Linked DNA regions of Gossypium hirsutum: region 2 is linked to region 1. A link is a contact called in public Hi-C data. All regions are on one chromosome and are shown on one strand. The core of a region is the stretch at or near the end of the contact, and the rest is flanking DNA. Distances in the headings are between cores, read along the strand shown.

Region 1 (3,894 bases), core at 850-3,349:
ATTTACTTAATTAACCTTTGTTAAAATATAATATATATCACATATTATAAGGTCATTCTTGACCATTGCCGTCCACTTATCTAATGGTGGACTAATTGCTTCTTAAATCCTCTAAATTATAAAGACAACAACAAATAGATACTTTCATATTTAACCATTAAATTTTTTATTTTACGCGATTTAATCCTTTTATTTAATCGGACACTCAAACGACGAAATTAAAACACGAAAATTTCACACAATTAAATTCACACATAATAAACACACAAAATAATATTAAAATATTTTTTTAACTCGGACTTATGGTCCCGAAACTACTATGTCCGATTAGAGTCGAAATCTGTTACAATTGTGGTGGAAAGTGAAGATAGAAAACATAGGAGAGAAAATGGGATATGATGCAAAAGATTTGTACCGTAAACACTCTTAGATAAATGTTCTATTGATATTCATGGGATGAGTCATATAACTTTACTAGCAGGTGTACTCATATATATCCCTTGAGTCACATGTCACCTTATCGAGCTTTTAGAGTTTATATAGTAGTAAGTTGGCAAGCCTCACAAGTAATGTAGGAAGTATAGCACGATGTTGTTGCTCTATCACAAGATAATTTATAATATATCATTTTTTTTAGTTTTTGCAAATACTTTAATAATGATTTTGTTATCTATATTTGAATTACTAAATAAGTTAATATTTTTTATTCAATATTTTTAATAAGGAATATTATTTTGCACTAATATCCATTATTAAAAATACTGTGTTTTTACTATTTTTATAAAATACATAAGTTTTTGATAATATTTCAGAACTTAACCAACATTTTAAATAATCACATGTGATTTTAAGAGTTATCTTTATTTTTTTAAGGTTAAAATATGTTATAAGACCCTATACTTTTATTTTTATAAATTTAGTTTCTCTACTTTTAATATTTTAAAATTTAGATTAATTACAACATCATTTTTTTTAGTTACATGGTTATCAAGTGAATTTTTAATTTCAATATTTTACACCAAAAAATTTAACAATGTTACCAATTAGACCTGAATTTTGAAATCTGAAAAATAGAGACTAAAATCATGAAAATAAAAGTGCATGGATTAAATTCAAAATTTATGAGTAATACAAGGACCTATGTCACATTTTAACCATTAATAATTAAAAAAAAGCGCGTGGGGGACGAATCTGTCAAACTCGGACGTTAAAAAAGAAAAAAGAAAGAAGCGTAGAAATTTCTGCTTCTAATGAAAAACTTCTACAAGTTTCGTGAATTTTCGCTTTCCTCAACAAAAACCCAGTCTTCACCTCCTTTCTCCATCGCAATTTCACCAGCGAAATGTAAGTAATCCTTCACTTTTTTCAATCCACCATTCTCATATATCAAACAAAGCAAGCTTTTTTTTTTCCCTTTTCCGGGACAAGAAAGACTAACAACAAGAAACAGAGCAACGCAGACAACTCTCTGTTTTTCACCTATCGGATAGACGAATTTGTTTATTTCTTATCATCAGGTAAGAAGCAAAAATCTTCCTTTTTTATGTTTCTATATTTGTGTGTTAGAAAGCTTTGAATTGTATGAAATGAGTTCTTTCTTTCTTTTCTATTATTTTTCTTGTTTTTATGATATTTGAAAATGTAAATCAAAGAAGATGCATTTTCTGAAAATTAGATATTCGAAAAAAGAAAAAAGAAAGTTTTTGTCAATTTACATTGATCCAAAGCTTTTGGTTATTTACTGAATGGGTTTAGTTTTTGGATTTTTTTTGCAGGTTTTTATAATAAGTAAAGAGAATGAATCCCGATAAATTCACTCACAAGACGAATGAGGCTCTTGCCGGGGCTCATGAGCTAGCAACGAGCAATGGCCATGCCCAATTCACTACCCTCCATCTTGCGGTTGCTTTAATATCCGACTCCCAAGGCATCTTTTATCAAGCAATCTCCAACTCCGGAGGTGAGAGTGTCGCACAATCCGTGGATAGGGTATTCAATCAAGCCTTGAAAAAGCTTCCAACACAGTCACCTCCACCAGATCAAGTCCCTGCTAGTTCTTCTCTTGTTAAGGCAATCCGTCGCGCCCAAGCCGCCCAAAAGTCTCGCTGGGATACCCATTTGGCGGTCGATCAGTTGATTCTAGGCCTCCTTGAGGATTCTCAGATTACGGATTTGTTGAAAGAAGCAGGGGTTACACCAGCAAAAGTGAAATCCGAGCTCGAAAAGCTTCGAGGAAAAGAAGGGAAAAAGGTGGAGAGTGCATCAGGGGACACTACATTTCAAGCTTTAAAATCATATGGGACTGACCTTGTTGAGCAAGCAGGGAAGCTTGATCCTGTAATAGGCCGAGATGAAGAAATTAGAAGGGTCATTAGGATCCTGTCCAGAAGAACTAAAAACAACCCAGTTCTAATTGGAGAACCTGGTGTTCGTAAAACTGCTGTGGTAGAGGGTTTGGCTCAAAGAATTGTGAGGGGAGATGTGCCTAGTAATCTTGCCGATGTTCGACTCGTTGCGTTGGATATGGGTGCACTGATTGCAGGAGCGAAATATAGAGGAGAGTTTGAAGAAAGATTGAAAGCGGTTTTGAAAGATGTTGAGGAAGCTGAAGGGAAAGTGATTCTCTTCATTGATGAAATCCACTTAGGAGGGTTCCATGGATGCAGCCAACCTCTTTAAACCTATGCTTGCTAGGGGTCAACTTAGGTGCATTGGTGCTACTACGTTGGAAGAATATAGAAAGTATGTTGAAAAAGATGCTGCATTTGAGAGAAGGTTTCAACAGGTTTATGTTGCTGAGCCTAGTGTACCAGACACCGTTAGCATCCTTCGAGGATTAAAGGAAAAATACGAGGGTCATCACGGTGTTAGGATTCAAGACCGTGCCTTGGTGATTGCAGCCCAACTGTCAAGTCGATATATTACTGGTATGCCATATTTCTTCTTTAGAGATGCTTGATCAAGTATTAATTATATCTATTTAAAGCATGGATTTGAATTTCTTTGCTGAGTTCTAAATGATATTCATTGGTATTTTGGTTCAGGACGGCATCTTCCCGACAAAGCAATCGATTTGGTTGATGAAGCTTGTGCAAATGTGAGAGTTCAGCTTGATAGTCAGCCTGAAGAAATTGATAATCTTGAAAGGAAAAGAATGCAACTAGAAGTTGAGCTTCATGCATTGGAGAAAGAGAAGGATAAGGCTAGCAAAGCTCGACTGGTTGAAGTAAGTTTTGACTCTCAAAAAGTGATGGATTAAGTTTATGTTCTTACTTTTGTTGGATCTATAACTTTTTGTTTTGTTTTGTTTAGGTCCGGAAAGAACTTGATGATTTAAGGGACAAGCTTCTGCCATTGATGATGAAATATCGAAAGAGAAAGAAAGGGTTGATGAGATTCGAAGATTGAAGCAGAAGAGAGAAGAACTCATGCTTGCTTTACAGGAGGCTGAAAGGAGATATGATTTGGCAAGAGCTGCTGATTTGAGATATGGGGCGATTCAGGAAGTGGAATCTGCACTAGCCCAGATCGAAGGCACAGCAGATGAGAACATAATGTTAACCGAAACAGTTGGACCGGAGCACATTGCCGAGGCTGTAAGCCGCTGGACTGGCATCCCCGTCACGAGGCTTGGACAGAATGAGAAGGAGAGGTTGATTGTGCTTGCAGAGAGGTTGCATCAAAGAGTGGTGGGACAAAACCAGGCTGTTGATGCTGTTGCAGAAGCTGTTTTGAGGTCGAGAGCTGGATTAGGAAGGCCACAACAGCCAACTGGCTCATTCCTTTTCTTGGGTCCAACCGGTGTTGGCAAGACGGAGCTTGCTAAGTCACTAGCGGAACAACTCTTTGATGATGAGAATCTGCTGATCAGGATTGACATGTCTGAGTACATGG
Region 2 (3,896 bases), core at 373-2,872, 65 kb after region 1:
ACATCGATCTGTGAGCAGGGACTATATCAGCATACTTAAGAAACTCGGATGCATGTGTTGCATCAGGATCTATGCTCAACATGTCGCCCCCAGGGTCATTCCGTAAAATAATGCCAAGACTTGGGTTACTAAAAGAAGGGACATGAGCATCTTCAACCTCCTCTGGATCTTTATCGTTAATATTGTCTGGAACCTCATCAATATCAGGGTCACTAAAATCTTCAACGTCCTGATTAGAATATTCACCATTATTGGTCCCTTATTTGACGTCTGCCTCGGTACCTATCACCTTCGGATGTATTTGTAAACTAGGACTCGGAATAGGGTTGTTATACGAACTCCCACCATAATATGGATTTCCGTGCATCTGCGATGTCCCTCCGTAGTCTAATTGATCTGTTCATTCAATATTAAGATCAAAGTCAAACTTGCGATGTTGACTTATTGGACTAACATTCTCAATTGGCTCTAAGTCAGTTAACTCAATAAATAACTCAACTGGTTGGGGGTTCTACTCCCAGTTGACCACCATATTTCCATCATAGTGCCCAAGTCATCATTATATAATAGTTGCATTTCACAAAATTTCAACGGATTTTTAAATATTGGGAACTTGTAAAATAATCTGGACATCAACCTTCCACAACGGTTAGCTATTTTCGCACAGATCTTCCTATTCATTTATTCTAGTTTCATAGTTTTATGGAATCGCAACCCTACTCTCTGCCAACCTTGAAATACACAACCAACATTACCTTCTATAATTTCACCATAAAAAAGAACGTACACAAAAAACACCGAGTTATTCATCTTCACTAGAATTTTTGAGCTCTCCTACTAAACACAACAATTTCTCTCTTTTCTTCTCTTCCAGTTCAACTGTTACAAAAAAGCCTAAACAATATTTATATATGTAAAATAATTAAGGTGGTGAAGCCATAAAAATAAAATATTATTTTTAAAAATTTTAAATTAAAAAGCAACATACTAAAATACACTGGTGGCGTCATTTTATATGGCACCACCAAATAAAATATTATTTAAAAAAATTTAAAAAATAACACATTTAAACAAAACATATAGAATATACTGGTGACGCTATTCTATATGATTCCACCAAATAAATATTATTTTTTAAAATAAAAAAAAACACATTTATTAAAAAAGATTTGACATAAAGTGGTGGCGCCATTTAGAATGGCTCCACCTAATAAAAAATTAAATTTTTTATAATTTTAAAATTTAAAAAAACTAAAAAAAAATTTACACGGGCACATACAAAAGTGGCGACGCCAAATATTTTGGCTCCACCACCATATTTATTTTTTGACTCTCCAATTTTTCAAAAAGAGTAGTATTTCTTTGATACTTATACAGGTGACGTCATTCTACATGACTCTACCACAAATGATGCCACCACAAAAATAATTTTTTTATTGAGCTTACTGACATGGTATATTAGTGACGCTAAACTTTTTTACTTCACCAATTTTTATTGTAAATTTCAGATTGTATATAATAAAAAGCATAGGTCATTTTCATAATTAATAAAAAATTTTAGGGTTATTTGTATAAAAAAAACCAACCTGCGTCGTTGTATACTAGAAAGTAAATGGAATATAGATCGTCGGTCAAATCAAACTAGTAAGTCGTGTCACTTATGGTCGTAAAAAGAAACTACATTCCCTTTTAAAGCTTTCCAAAATAAAGGGACAAAATGGGGGAACAAATTTCAAAATTTTAATTTTCGAACACAAATTTCGCTTACTTTGACTGCTGCTTCCTCTCTCACTTCTTCACTTGCTAAGACTCCGAGGCTAAGCAACACAGAGAAAGAGAGGGAGACATGATGGAGGAGGGATCAGGTGGGGGCAGGAGTAACTACAACCGCATGAACGATGCCAAAAATGAACGGCGGGTAGGCTTAATTTACGATCAGAGGATGTGTAAGCATCGAACTCCTTATGGCGATGATCATCCCGAGAAACCTGATCGAATCACTGTTATATGGAACAAGCTTGAACTCGCCGGCATTCCGCAAAGGTAATATTTTAAAAATTTCACCCACTAATCTGATATTTCCTTCCATTTTCTCCCGGTTTATTTCTGCTGAGAATTCCTTTTTAAAGTCAATTTTTAGAGTAATAAGTAAATGAAAATGATCTCTATTGCAAATTTCATTTCAAATCTTCAATTTATTTGAATTGGAAACGTATTGTTATCCTAAACCCTAATATCTAACTGTATAAGTTTGGATGTATAAGTTTGGACGGGCGGTGCCTTTAGCTGCTGATAGTATAAAAACAGTGTTGGCGGTGAGATTAAATACGGTAGCGATATTGTAGCGTGAAATAAAAAAAAAGTAAGCTAAATACACCGCATCGCACCTAATCACCCATCCAAACTCACCCTAATTTCATTTCTTTCTTATTTTTTTTTTAAATTTTGTTCTCGTTGTCTTTATCTTTTAGATGTGTGATTTTAAATGCAAAAGAAGCCAAGGATGAATATATTTGCGCTGTTCACTCCAAAAACCATGTTAATCTGATTCGAAATATAAGCTCCAAAGAGTATTCAAAGCGAAATCGGATTGCTTCCAAGTTAAATTCTATATATTTGAATGAAGGATCATCAGAGTCTGCATACCTTGCAGCCGGCTCTGTCATTGAGGTACATTATAAAAGTATTCTCTATAAACATTAGATTCGCATTTTAAAATTAAAAAACTGAAAACAGAAAATTTTTTTGTCATATAGGTTGCTGAGAAAGTGGCAAAAGGGGAATTGAATTCTGCTTTTGCTATTGTTAGGCCACCTGGACATCATGCTGAATATGATGAAGCAATGGGGTTTTGTTTATTCAACAATATAGCCATAGCAGCAAGTTTTCTACTTGATCAAAGGGTAAGAAACGAGAGCTAGATTTTACAAGTCAGAGTCATTTTTCCTATTTTTCAATGAAGCTTGCTAAGTCTTCACGGAAAGTTACAATATTGAATTTTTAATTCATTCATGTTTTCTTTCAGCCTGAACTTGGTATAAACAAGATTTTGATAGTTGATTGGGATGTTCATCATGGTAATGGTACTCAAAAAACTTTTTGGAGTGATCCTCGTGTTCTTTTCTTTTCTGTTCACAGGTACAGAACTAGTATGAGCCAATGATTTTTGTGTATCACTTTGTATATGTTCTTACCCTTAATTTGCTTGTGGCAATTGTATATGCTATTGGTTGTTTTTCATATTTTAAATCTTTTTTGCCATGTTTGTTCAACTTTTTCTTTTTTCTGTAAGTGCAGGTTTTCAAATTGAATATGTTTTTTTTTATGATATTTATTCGCATATTGTTGTTGCACCTAACTTATGTGAACGCTTTACTTTGTTTTCTCTTGCAGACATGAGTTTGGTAGGTTTTACCCTGCTAATTTTGATGGGTTTTACACCATGGTTGGAGAAGGGCCAGGTGCAGGATATAATATAAATGTCCCTTGGGAGAATGGCCGCTGTGGGGATGCTGACTATCTAGCAGTTTGGGACCATGTTTTAGTTCCTGTTGCTAAGGAATTTAATCCTGACATAATTCTAGTGTCTGCAGGGTTTGATGCAGGTTTGATGGTTATAAACCAACTTACGCATTGACATTGACAATTGTTGGAGTTTCGGCTGCTTTTAAGTCTCTCCATCATTATAAATCTTACTTATATGTTGTTTGTAACAGCTTTTGGTGATCCTCTAGGGGGATGTCGGTTAACACCTCATGGATATTCAGTTTTGTTGAAGAAGGTTAGTGATTCTTTTTTTATCATTTCCTTAACTTCTCCCTTTTGATTTCCCTGTGCCCAGTGTAGTTGATCTATAACTTTTAAGTACCCTTTCCCGTTCATAATTTTTTGAAGTG

Evidence for each region. A called contact is a pair of places that touch in the nucleus more often than the background predicts.
Region 2: a contact with region 1 is called in a Hi-C map of fibers, with 4 times the contacts expected there. The contact joins the promoter of LOC107949789 here to the enhancer-like site in region 1. A contact is called at or near these places in 8 of 34 Hi-C or Micro-C datasets (fibers, hypocotyl, leaf and 1 more).

What each region holds. Positions count from the first base shown.
Region 1 is chrD03:38,897,177-38,901,070 of Gossypium_hirsutum_v2.1, forward strand. It overlaps the pseudogene LOC107949793. Among protein-coding and RNA genes, the nearest start is that of LOC107949794, 12 kb to the left of the region's middle. Within about 2 kb of position 2,100, at least 6 of the 9 cell types and tissues checked have an H3K27ac peak or open chromatin away from gene starts, as enhancers often do. A contact at or near this core is called in fibers, where this site is marked.
Region 2 is chrD03:38,962,681-38,966,576 of Gossypium_hirsutum_v2.1, forward strand. It overlaps LOC107949789 (histone deacetylase 5), which reads left to right and starts at 1,623. Exons shown (of 14, transcript XM_016884547.2): 1 at 1,623-2,043; 2 at 2,472-2,670; 3 at 2,757-2,903; 4 at 3,026-3,138; 5 at 3,394-3,605; 6 at 3,717-3,781. The coding sequence starts at 1,847.